Regions from separate parts of the Mus musculus genome. Here region 2 is linked to region 1. A link is a contact called in public HiChIP or PLAC-seq data. All regions are on one chromosome and are shown on one strand. The core of a region is the stretch at or near the end of the contact, and the rest is flanking DNA. Distances in the headings are between cores, read along the strand shown. Region 1 overlaps Lrch1 (leucine-rich repeats and calponin homology (CH) domain containing 1). Region 2 overlaps Lrch1 (leucine-rich repeats and calponin homology (CH) domain containing 1).

Evidence for each region. HiChIP or PLAC-seq counts read pairs in DNA pulled down with a chosen protein or histone mark.
Region 2: a contact with region 1 is called in a CTCF HiChIP or PLAC-seq map of pro-B cells, with 6 times the contacts expected there. The contact joins two enhancer-like sites. A contact is called at or near these places in 2 of 15 datasets of contacts at CTCF or cohesin (large pre-B cells and pro-B cells), 3 of 484 Hi-C or Micro-C datasets (Th1 cells, embryonic fibroblasts and stem cell-derived cardiac mesoderm), 8 of 115 datasets of contacts at active chromatin or transcription factors (the 230-238 cell line, the HPC-7 cell line, bone marrow-derived macrophages and 4 more) and 1 of 9 other capture datasets (embryonic stem cells).

What each region holds. Positions count from the first base shown.
Region 1 is chr14:74,761,502-74,768,050 of GRCm38.p6, forward strand. All of the region lies in intron 18 of Lrch1 (leucine-rich repeats and calponin homology (CH) domain containing 1), which reads right to left. Among named protein-coding and RNA genes, the nearest start is that of Esd, 32 kb to the left of the region's middle. Within about 2 kb of position 2,865, at least 14 of the 459 cell types and tissues checked have an H3K27ac peak or open chromatin away from gene starts, as enhancers often do. A contact at or near this core is called in bone marrow-derived macrophages and pro-B cells, where this site is marked.
Region 2 is chr14:74,926,843-74,933,391 of GRCm38.p6, forward strand. The region is part of intron 1 of Lrch1 (leucine-rich repeats and calponin homology (CH) domain containing 1); the gene reads right to left. Among named protein-coding and RNA genes, the nearest start is that of Gm10847, 8.0 kb to the left of the region's middle. Within about 2 kb of position 2,564, at least 56 of the 459 cell types and tissues checked have an H3K27ac peak or open chromatin away from gene starts, as enhancers often do. A contact at or near this core is called in bone marrow-derived macrophages and pro-B cells, where this site is marked.

The DNA of each region.
Region 1 (6,549 bases), core at 1,615-4,114:
AGGCCACTCGCCAGCCCCTTCCTCCCACTGCCTTGCCACTCACGCCTAGCTTACACATCTCTAATCTTAGTGCAGATATTACTGCTTCGGGGATCTGCATGGACCCTCATGAATGCCACGCCCTCTTTCTATGTGTTTCACAGAATTCGGTAATTGACCCATCTCAGGCCCTTCTCAAGGAAACCCTCTTTGCTTTCTAAGAAGCCATTTGGTTGAGGGTCTACAAACTAGGACCTTCAAGCCAGTCCGATTCCTCCTCTATTCTTTGTGAATAAAGTTTTATTGGCACTCAGACCAGCTCCCTGGTTCATATATCCTGTATGGTGGCATCCGTGCTTTAATGACAAGCTGGTTGGTTGCAACAGAGACCATCATCCTAAAAATCATAAAGTATGCTGACACCTGGTCTGGACTACAAACTTTCGGAGGATGGGGACCTGGATCTTGAACACTATTTTATCTGCAGCACCTCCCATAGGGCCAGTACACAGCGCACGTTCAATACATGAGGAATAACTGAATGAACCAAGTATGAACAACACTGCTGGAAAAGCCAAGGGCAGGAAGGAAAGTAGATTGCACGGACCCCCTACCCAAAGGGTTGCCTGTTGAAAGGTAATTTTGAAGTCTCAAACCTAGCCTTTAAAACCAAAGCCCGTGAAAGATGATTATATTAAATTATTCTTCAGGAGATGGAGACACAAAGCCAAGGCCCTGGGTGCACTTCTCAGCACCCAAACGTTTTTACCTAAACTATAAACACTTTACCTGCCTCAGACTCCTAAAATTTTAACTCATACTGGGACTGATGTGAATTCAGAAGATAACTAAACAATACAAATAGCATTGTGATACTAAGTGTATTTAAAAACCCCACTCAGTTGACCTGCTTGGGATTCAACAAGGATTTTTTTCTTTTTTTTTTTTCTTTTTTTTTTTTTTTTACTGGTCCCCTTTTTGTAGTGTTAAGGACAATGAAGTGGTTTGGGCCTGAAATCCTGAAGGAGCCATGAAAATTGACGGTCATATACATTTTGGAAATTCTCACCCTACGTGGAACATTTTCTACCCATTGCAGGAGTAGAAGGGATACCTCACAAATGGCTACTGCAAAATGGAAATGTAAACAGCTGTTTCTCTTTATCACGTATTTGAAGGAAATACTTTAAAAACACTCTTTCTTAAAAGAAGATGGGGCCCTGGTATGCGGGACAAATCACACAACTGAATCCCTGAAGGAAGATTAGTCAGGTGTCCCCAGCTGTGTGGCAATGGCCGGTATCCCATAAGCTTGTGAGCTGCTGTCTGGAACTGCGGAGGAGCACCACAGAGAGGCCCAGTGTTCCAACCAGAAATTAACGGTTTGCTTACAATAAGCAAAATGACCCACTCGAAGTGGTGCCTGAAGGGTTGAGTTGATTATGCTCTGGGAGTGACCATACTAGATAATGAAAAATATCACACAGCAACCCCCACGGAGAGCAGCACATTCGATGTAAATTAAGGACATGGAAGATGAAAAGCATAGCCAGGGCATCCTTGGGATGCCAGAGGAGAAATATTCGGGAAGCTACCATTGAAGATCAATCTAATCTCATGGGACTGTTTTACTCACTTGATGTTTATTGATGCTATTTTTTTTCCTTGAGCCAGCAAACTAGCACGTTTTCTCAATTCTCCTTTTGCCCACCATTAAGAAGATGGAAACAAACAAACTGTGGCAAACACTGAAAGAAAGTCCCCATGCATGGCAGAGCTGGGTAGAAATGCCAAGAATCATTCTGGGCACCCAGGAATAAATGCACCAACAGGCCAAGAAAAAAATAAAAAGCTTGGATTAATCACCCAATTGTGTTTATTAAGCAATTTACGGCTCAGGGTGGTCACCAGACACTGTACAAAGGGATTTTATTGTTACAGAAAAGTACAAGATAGCACCAAAGACGACTCATAACTCTGTGGCTTTCAGACACAACTCACATCACGAACCCTGTATTCACCATCAACACAATGCTGGGAGGAAGAGGCTCAGACAATCTAACATCTTATGGCATAAAGAATGCTTTCTGTTTTTTGTTTTAAAATCATATCTGATTTAGCAGCAAAGATTCTATAAATATAACCCTTCAAGTATGGAGGCATCTCAGAATCTCATCTCCCCTGTTCTCATGAATATGTTCAGAAAAATATGATAATCTTCATAGCAGCCATATCTGAGGAACGTTCATATCTCAGCAAACTGGACATTTATCTTGACGGCATTAACACCACCACCTTCCCAACACGAGAAGCAGTGTTCGGCAAGAAGGATATAAAAGGAAGCCGACAATGTGGCTGGAGCTTGCAGCAGGGCCTTCTCACATTGTAAAGAGGCTTCCAGAGACTCAGCAAGATATGGGCCAACATGATTAGAGTCTAACATTTCTTCCTTTAACCACAAAAAGAAGCACTTTGCCCCAAAAGCTGAGAGGCCGATACGCAAGCCTTTAAAAACGGACTTAAAAATAAACAGTTGGATCATTAATATTACTAAAAATCAAAGGCCAAATGGACATTCAAAGTAAATGGGGAAAAACATTCATCTAAAATAAGAGCGATCTTATCATCTGCTGCTATAGTAACCCAAGGCCCCTGGTGCTAAGAGTGTTCCAGGATCCATAGACTTATTTGAAACTGAAGAGTCAAATGCATCACATTCTGGGTCTGCAGTTATTCAATATACCAAGAAAGTAAAGCGACCCCGTCACATTATGCAAAAATAGAAATCCCTTCTATAAAACCCTTTTCTCAGCTTCAGAACACCACCTAATAAAAAGGAAAAGCGGGCTAAGCAGATCCACCAGGTGGCGCTCTAACAGGAAGGCACTTCCCCAGATTAGGCCTGCAGAGGGCACAGAGGGCATGCTCTGGTGGACATTGGCTGCAATCCTCCTGGGTGCCCTTCACAAGCCCCTTGCAGCAAACAGGGAGGACTCCAACTAACCAGCCAGCAAAGCAGTCATTCTCCAGATACGACTTCTCAGCTTGGTCAGCAATGGTACCATTAGAGATGTTTATAAATTAGACTGAGCCCAAATGCTGGCTTTTCTCTGCAAGGCAACCCCTCTACAGATCAACTGCCAGTCCTGAATTAGGACCAGAATCAAGTATCAAGACTCCTGTATGCTAACCCCACCCTGTTCCTGTCCTGGTTCTCCTTACCTCCTGCACAGAGCAGAGGCTCATGGGAGAGAGCAGGACCTACAGGAGCATCGCTGCCCACACCACGAGTGTGAAGGAGTATGAGGTATGCACTGACAGGCTTTGTCGCTGTCGCTGTCGCTTTTAGTTAAATGCAAAAAATTACCCAGTGGGAACTGTATTCTACAAAGTTTGTGCTTCAGGAAAAATCTGGCTTATAAATGTTCAGTTTCAAAACTCGACAGCTAACTGAAGAGATGACAGGGATGGGAGAGTCTGCAAGGCAAAGGCTCCAATGGGGGGAGGAGCTGGGCTGGACCAGGATGCCAGAGCAGAGCGTTTGGATGCGCATGCAGGAGTTAGGCAGACAGAGCATTCCAGCGGTAAGCGATATAGACCAGTACTATAAGGAGAACATGGATAAGACAGAAGCCTATAAGGTCCCTGGAGCGGAGGGCAGAAGTTGACTGTGGGGGTTTCTCCCCGAGGGCCAGCAGAGTGTCAACAGTCTTTCGAATGTGACGAAAATCCAACTGCAGGATGTCATACGGAGAGCACAGGTCGGCCTAATCCGAGGGCAGCCATTAGAACAGAAAGAGAGTGCATACAATTAACACCACACGGAAGAAGCACCGGAAAGAAGCACACATTTCTGCTTACTAGCAAATAGCAGGAGTCAACCCTTACTTCAAGTTCTTAAGTCCATGACAAAAGTAGAGCCCCCAGTGAGCCCTATGTAAACTGGACAGGAACCTCCATCCACCATCACACCCCACCACCGCAGGCTGTGCAATGTGCACACTGCTCTTGAATTGGAACAGTCTTAATATTCAAGTGGCCTTATGTGCTCCAAGTGGCATTATGTGCACATCAGTGGCACAAAAGTGTGAGCTTTTCATTCATCACACCTAGAGCTTAAACATTACTAAGGGAAAAATACAAAATCTAAAGTTGAATCTCCAATCCTCTTTTCTTTTCTCTTTTCCTTTCTTTTTTCTTTTCTTTTCTCTTCTTTTCTTTTCTTCTGGAGTCAGGGCTTCATGGTATAGTTCAGAATGGCCTCAAATTCAAGAGCCTCCAAACTTGCCTTCGGGGCCCTGGGATGATATAACAGAAGAGTCTAAAGGAGGCTTCTGAGATGTGCAGTAGGAAAGCCTGGCACATAATAGGTTATTATCTAAATCCCTTCACTACTCTTCAAAGACAGCAGGATGCCTCTGCTCCCATGTTTTATCTCTACTTATGTGGAATTTATGTGTCATAATTGGCTGTTGAGATTTCTGGGCAGCCCTCACAGCCTGCTGCTATCAGGATTCAGCTTCCATATGCACTGAGTTTGCAAACCAGGAGGTGGCCTGGAACTTACTATGTAGACCAAGCTGGCCTTGAACTCACAGAGATCTGCCTGCCTCTGCCTTGAGAACTGGGATTAAAAGGTATGTACTACTGCCAAGTCTGAACCAGGATTTTAAGTCATGGAGTTCAAAATTAATAGGAATTATAACTGATATGCCAGTAAGAAAGATAAGTTGTATTTTGCTTTCAACTTAAAGATTGACAATATCTGTGACATATTTCACAAATACAATTTCCAAGTGAGCAAAGCATTTAAAATGCATATTATATGTATATATACTTTTAAATATTTTGCTGGGGTATTAGCTTTTTATTGTAACTTCCTTGTTAAGTACAGCAATCTCAAATGAAAGGCTACTCTGAGTCCAAGGGCTCATGTTGCCTGTATCCTCTGGGTTCAGCCTGATACCCTCAGGTAAAATACCAGGTGGGCTGATGATAATGGAAATCCTTTATGATGGTAGGATAATTTAAAGATTTATATGTGCAAGCTCTCTCTCTCCCTCCTTGCCTCTCTCTCTCTCTCCCTCTCTCTCTCTCTCTCTCTCTCTCTCTCTCTCTCTCTCTCTCACACACACACACACACACACACACACACACACACACACACACACCAGAAGAGGGTAGTGGATGCCTTGGAGTAGAAGCTAGTGGCTTGGGTCCTGGGAACAGAACTCAGGCTCTCCTAAAGAGCAGTTAGTGCTCTTAACCAATAGACCATCTCTCCAGCACCAACAAGAGATATTTTAAGATTAACAAATCATGTTAAATCTAGCCAATCTCACACATTTTCACAGTAGATCTCAGAGAACCAAGATACCACTGTTAAAGAGACCACCCAAGAATTAAAACAGCCACAAGTAACCTGGATCTTCCTGGGGACCAGATGCTGGCCAAGGATTAATAGATGGGAAATAGCTCCTTCCCACAGAGAAGGTTTCTACTGCAGGAAGAACGCTCTAGTACAATGCTGTGCTTGACCAGTCAAATCTAAGAAAAGCAGACATAAGAGACATAAACACAAACTGAAATGTGACTTTCTCCGGCTATTTCCATGGCAGAAGCAAGCCACTTTGCCAAGGGTGGTGACACTGACTTATGTAGGGGCCAGCCAGGGATATGTAACAAGACTGTCAACAAAACAAAAGCCAAGCAAGAACACCAAGGAACACCAGCAGTCAGCTCTGTAGTATCACTGCAGCACTCAGACTGCCTTGCAGTTTGGGGGGGTATTTCTTCAGGTGAGGTGGGCACTCTCAGAAGTCTACTTCTGGGGAAGTAAAGGGCTCAGACCGTCCCTTTCATTGAAGAAACAATCCTACTACGTCATAGAAGCTAGGCTTAATTAAAGCAGATAAACCCAGAGTCTCAGATTACGGTCGTTTAAGTTAAATTATAATCTCTAAGGAAGAAAAACAAAAACAAAACAATCAGGACTAACTAAGTCTGGTTTTGAGGCAAATGACTATGGAACGTGGTGGGCTGCTGCAGCCATCTAAGACCTGGTCTCTAACTCAGTCCCACAGCATGTATCCATGAGGGCTGTAGCTCCAGCCCTCAAAGTGATGCTAACCATGAAGGAAATCCCTGAGAGAACTGGAGTTTTCCTGACCTGTTGTACTTTCCCCAAACTAGCATTAAATAGGAAATTCTGGGGTTATAATACTTTTTTATCTTTGAGAATTAAATCAGAAAACGCTAAAGCAGGGGATTTGCAGAAGCTACACGCCCTCTTTTTTTTTTTTTTTTTTTTTTTTTTACACAATACTCGTAATGACTGAAAACATTTGCAAAACAGTTAATTCACTCAGAACTCCTTTGAGTCAAATGTTGATTTAATTTCCCACTATAGGAGGCAGAGAAAAAAAACTCACAACCAGCAGAGCCTAAGAAATAAGCTTAGATTAAACACAAGTGTGTGACTGAAATTGCTAGCAAGGATTGACTCAGACTCTCCAAACAGGATGGGCTCCCTCACAGAAGAGAGACAGATCTGGCAAAAGGCCTACTTGT
Region 2 (6,549 bases), core at 1,314-3,813, 170 kb after region 1:
ATGAATATAGTAGGGATAGAAAAGGTATGGTCAAATGTAAAGTGGAAGCCCTAAGCCGGGAATATATGAAGACATTCAGAAGAAAGGCAGCTGGAGCCACCAACGCCTTTGGGGAAGGTCTCACGGGAGACCTCAGTAGGATAAGCAGGGCGGCGTCAGATTCCAGAGCCCCTAGAGACCCGGCTGTCAAGCAGCTGAGCCTGGGTGGGCTGGCAGGAGCGAGCCAGGGAGGGGGTCTGACAGGCAGTGTGCAAGATCACAGCTGTGCCTTGGGAAGTTGGAAAGGGCCAGGTCACATGGTCCCAGGGCCACTAGATCCAACCAACACTCCACTGTCCCTAGGAAAAAGCGGCTCACAATAACTGTGTGAGAAAGATGGGTCAAGTTTCAGCATCAGACAACTGGGGTACAAACTCTGAGTCCCTATCCCCTCTTCTGCGTGATCCTGACAAGCTACTTTGCATTTATAAGCTCTGGCTGTGATAACATAAAAGATACCTGTTGTATAGTCGGAGGGGGTGGCTACTCTATAGCATGGGGCATTCACAATAGGCGGGGCCATGTTCTTCCATCTTGAACTCAGCTAACAGCAACCCAGTGGTCCCAGCACATCTGGTTCAACACCAGTTTTTTTGTTCATCAGATGCTTTTAAGGGCCATTTATGAACAGAACTCAAACATTTCATGAAGACAATGTTGATGAGACACTTTAAGAAAGTGAAAACAGAACGGCCACCCTTGCAAAGGTAGGCACTGATTCTATTTGCTGGCAAACTCCAGCTGTTCTATTTTAAAACAGCTTTGTCAGTTGGGAATCGCCAGTAGGCGGAGGGCTGCGAACCTATGGGAATGAGCCGCTTTCTAAGTGGGAGAGCACACGCTTAGGTGCGGTTTAGTCAACTTTAGGAAGACACAATCTCCATGTAGTAAAATCCACCCATTTAAAGTAGGGAGTGCTGGCCAATGTATTCACCTGTGTACTCGCTGTTCCAATCAATACAAGCATTCTCTTAGCGAACATGGGGGTGCATGTGTGGCAGGCTGAGGCCAGAGGTTCACAAGTTCAAGGCCAGTGTGGAATAGGACTACTTGCTACACCTACCTACCCAGCTCTACGTCCCCATGTCTGCCTTGCTACCACTATTTAAATCGTATCTACATGACTACATCTCATGATTTTTAAATTAGTGCTAGATCTTGCTAGTCAAAATTAGTGACAAATGCCAAACACCTTATTTTATGGAAGTTAAAAAGAAAGACTGCCAAGTATTGTTAGTCCCTTCAAAGGACAGCAGTCCTGGCAGCTGGCAAAGATGACCGGGATGCACTTGTCCACTTTAGGACCTGATTTTACAAAACTGGCTGCTATTAGATCTCAAAGACACCAGAGCTCAGTTGGTACCTGTAGCTCCCCCCAGCACCTCTGACCCTGCCCCAACCCCGAACTCTCCAGCTCAGAGACTGGGCTTCCCTTCCTAGGATCCCTACAACCTCAGCCACTCTGGCTACCGGTCTTCTGGTGTCTTGGTCACCTGGCTTGCTCCTGGCCTCCCTCTTGGCTCCTGCTTCCTCTCTCTTCCCCTCTCACCACTCCACCTCAGATGCCTCAGGCTATTCTCTCCTTCATATCCACAATAAACCTCTCTTCAGCCACACCTAGGAGCAGCTATAGCCTCAATTTTCATTCAGCTAGCATATATGGGAAAGTCGCATCCTTTCATCCATTTCAAACTATGCTTAGAAGATTATCATGTACACAAGATGACATAACAGTTAAGGACACTTGTTGAGTTTGATACCCATCCCCTCAACCATTTATCCCAGAGCCACAAGGCAGAAAGACAGAACTGACTTCTGCAGGTTGTCCTCTGACCTCTCCACCAGCACCATGGTGGTGTAGGCATACCCACACATAGACATGTAAATAAATGAATGAAAAACCTTAAAAGATGGAGTCTCTCCTCTACCATGTCCCATGTGCATGAATAACTACAAAAATTAGGAGATATATTAAGGAGGGTTTTAGCAGTAACTAGGCTGGAGCAAGAAGGATATTGCCAACCATCCAGGCAATCTGAACTCATGAGCACCCCAACCCCACCCCCACCCCGAGGTCCCTCAGATGATGTGGTCAGACGTTCTCTCAGAAAGTGAAAGACTGAGCAAAAGTGGAAGTCTTTCATGCAGAGGTGCCAGAGCTTGCCCAAGTCGGTCTATTAGGTAGTGGTAAAGGATTATAAACAGGGCTGAGGAGATGGCTCAGACTGTAAAATGCTTGTCCTGACTTCAATCCCCAGGACCCATATAAAAATGGCACACGTGCTGACGTGTGTTCATAATCCTAGCTCTGGGGAGGTGAAGATGGGTGGATGCTAGGGCTCACTGGCCAGCCAGAGGCGTCTAACCAGCAAGCTTCAGGCCAACCCTGTAATAGGATGACCAGAGACTGAGTAATGCCTGATGGTGTCCTCTGGCTTCCACACAGATGTGATACACAAACACACTTGAAGGGGCACATATGCATACATACGTGTACACACACACACACACACACACACACACACACAGTCTACCCACGGAGGGAAGTGGTCTGAGACCCAGAGTCACCACAGAAAATACACAGAACCCAGAACCTATAAAGCCACTTTGGAAAGACCAGGGCTACCTGACTTCAATGGACTCCTCAGGGACAGGCTGGAAGGGCTCGGACAAGCATTCAGAACTCCCACTGTGTGAGGGAAGCTATCCTATCTTCGTTAACATACCAACTCAAGAAAGCAGTCAGTCAGTCTTCTCAGCTGCCAACCAAGTTTCATAAAACAGATCATATTTCAACACATTCCCTCTCATAAATGTGTGGCATAATACAGCAACAGGGCAAGGCAGTGTGGGGGTTCCTCCATCTTGTATTCTTGCTGAAGCCATTTCAGCTTTAACTAGAATCTGATCTTTCTGATGGAGAATCCCGTGGCAAATTACCCAACTCCATTCTAGGACCTGAGGTTAAGATGGCCCAGCTAACTTACCTTAGCTTCTGTTAAACTGCTTGCTTGTGCAGGACCTCCTCCAGCTAACAGTTTATCTTAGCTTCTGTTAAACTTCATGCTTCTAAGAAGCCCCTGCAGCTGCTGAATGAGATAACAGAAGGTAGGTTTTGTCTTTAAAAGCCCCTTGATCTAAATGCTCAGGGCTATACTCTAGGTCTGAGTACCTGAGTGTAATCCCAGCTGCTGGAATAAAGACTTTCAATTGGCTGTCACCTGGGTGGGACTGACCGTCTCTAATGGGCTCCTGGTAACAATACCGGAGAAAGTTGGCCACAGTTACCAGAAAGCATTATCTGAACCACAGCTAAAACTGTAATTAATTTGGATATATCAAGGCTTCCTAAACACAAACACACACACACACATACACACACACACACACACACACACACACACACACACACACACACACACACACACACATCTACTTTAAACTGCATGCTGAGATTACCATCCACTCCTCTGAGGGAACTATGCAAAAAGAGAAAGATGCCTCCCTTTAAATTACGTTCAAATTGCAAACCAACAGAATGCCAGGGGTTTTGCAGTGCTAGGACTTGAACCCCAGAGCCCTTGCATGTTAGCACTCTACCACCGAGATCACTCTACCCTCTGGCACACTTACAAGGTTTTCTTTTGTCTTTAGGGTAGTACTGTGGTCTGAATCACATATACTAGGAAATACCACTGAGTTACATCTTCAGCCCTTTTTATTACTTTCTATTTTGAGACAGGGTCTTCCTAACTAGACCAGGTTGGTTTTGAACTAAATCTATGGCAAAGGCTAGTCATGAATTAGCAATCCCCGTGTCTCAACCTCCTTAACGGCTGAGACTTAAAGTCTACTTTACCAGGCCTGGCTCCACACTTAAAAAGGTTTTAAATGTAACCAAGCAAATGTGCTAAGTAAGACACACATTTTAATAGATCAAATCAATAATTCTTGTTACCTAAAAATGGCAGCTTTCAGGCAGGCGATGGTGGGGCATGCCTTTAATCCTAACAGAGGCAGGTGGATCTCTGTCTCAAAAAAACAAGATAGGAAGGAAGGAAGGAAGGAAGGAAGGAAGGAAGGAAGGAAAGGAAAGGGAAGGGAAGGGAAGGGAAGGGAAAGGAAAGGAAAGGAAAGGAAAGGAAAGGAAAGGAAAGGAAAGGAAAGGAAAGGAAAGGAAAGGAAAGGAAAGGAAAGGAAAGGAAAGGAAAGGAAAGGAAAGGAAAGGAAAGGAAAGGAAAGGAAAGAAAAGGAAAGGAAGGAAGGAAAGGAAGGCAGGCAGGCAGGCTTGCTTCATAAAATAGGTACTTGTCTCTTGTAATGTTCTGGGTCCTCAACTTCTTGGTCTCCAACCAAAATGACACTTGTTCATTTCTCATTAGAGAGATTAAAGTCTAGTCAGATGCCAATGAAAGGATCAAAAAAGTTAGATTATATACTCTAGTAGGAAACATTGACGTCCAAGCAAATAAACAACATATGCCTACATTTTTCTTCTTTCCCCCTTTACAAAATGTCTGTTTCAAGTCATTACAGTTGGAAGTTTTGAATACATCTTTTTTTTTTTAACTTCCTTTAGAATTTTTACTTCCTTTAGAATTCATTTCTTACAAAAGGAGTTGGAGGCACACAAGGGGGAGGCTCTGGCTGGATTCTTCTCAGCTTGTACATGGTCACTCTGCACACTGCTTCGGATCGGTACAGGAAGTCATGCAAGAATCATAGTCTGGGATGGACTCCAGCATCTCTGCTACCCAAAGGCTCATCTGTCACAGTGCCCTAGGTCCGGGTCTCCTAAGCAATGCCTCCCTCCCTCTCATCCACTCCTCCAGTGACCCCAAAGCGAAGGATGCTCCGTAGCTTCTTCAAGAGCTGAGCTCCAAGTCGTTACCACATTTTCTTGTTCAGAGCGTACTTGGATCATTTGAGTTCCCTTCTCAGAAACAAAGATGTTGGGCGACCTGGGAACCAAGTAGGGACCATGCTAAGTATCCAGGAACCACATGTGATCTTGCTTAACACAAAGTGCCCCCTTGGCTTTCCTTAACAAAATCTTGGGTGAGGGAGGGATGTGAGACATCTTGGAGGGGGATATAATGGCAGCAAAGGCAAAACAGAAGTGACAGGTTTGAGGTCAGCCAAGTACTCCCAGACTCTACTATCCTTGTCCCAACTTCAATTCCCCAGACTAAAGAGCTGACCGCAGCAGCCTGCTCCTCCATATACCATATGGATCAGGAATGCAGCCCCAAGATGCACAGAACCCAGGGCTCATTCCCTCAGGATACCTTTGTCAAATCAACCAAAGGCCACTGTCGAGCTGAGGACCAGTTGGAAAACAAAACACAAAAGCCCATAAAACATGGTTCTGACTGTCCCAGAACCAGCAGTATAACTCAAGAAAGACTGGATGTGGAATGTCGCCACCTACTTCCACCTTCCCAAGTCTGTCAGGAGAACAGAAACAGCGCCTCCACACACCGCCAGCTCACACAACCCAACCGTTGCGTGTATTAAGATTACTTGGTTAATGTCACAATATTTTCTAGGAAGCAAATCTTCCCGTGTCTTAGAAGACTGAGTATCTTCTCCGCAGGTGCCTCATAACAGCAAATTCTGTGCCGACTGTTGATCGACAGGACACACGCCGACTATCATTGACTCTTCACAAGAACCCAGAGGATCACAGTGCTCCTTTTACAGTAAGGAAACTGAGGCGCAGGAAATGACGTGCTGTGCCCTTCGCAGCTGGATGAAGTCCTGACAGCTTGAGTTCTCCGGCACTGTGCCTATGACAGGCTGGCACTTTCCAAGCCCTGAATGATGAACAGAGCCATTTGTACTCCATGGGGCACCCTATGGCACATCTGCTGAGCTCTAGTCACCTACCCTATGGCAAATCTGCTGAGCTCTATCTAGTGTGCACCCTGGTGACTCTACAGAGGATCCAAGCAGGAAAGGGATTTTTGGTTTTCTTCTTTTGTTTTCTGTTTTTTGGTTGGTTGGTTGGTTTGATTTGGATTGGTTTGGTTTGGTTTTGGTTTTTTGTTTGTTTTTCAAGACAGGATTTTTCTGTGTAGCTTGGCTGTCCTGGAACTCTCCTTGTAAACTAGGCTGGCCTTGTACTCAGAGATCTGCCTGCCTCTGCCTCCTGAGTGCTGGGATTAAAAAATGTGTGCCAATATACCCGGCCAGCATTTTTGTTTTTAGCAAATTTACAAATATCACCATTAAAGACACTGAATAACTTCCCTCCAGCTCTAAAATTTGTAATTTGTTAGATAACAAATATGAGAAAGAAAGGAAATAAGCATAGTAGCACACGCTTGCAATCCTAACACCGAGAGTACAGTGAGTTTAAAGACACTGTACTGGTAAGACCTGCATTATGAATGAATGAATGAATGAATGAATGAATGAATGAATGAGGAAATATATAAATCCAGGACTTCTGCCTGGCAGCCTGAGTGTCAGAGACAACTCAAGGCCCTGACTTGTGGCAGTTTTAGA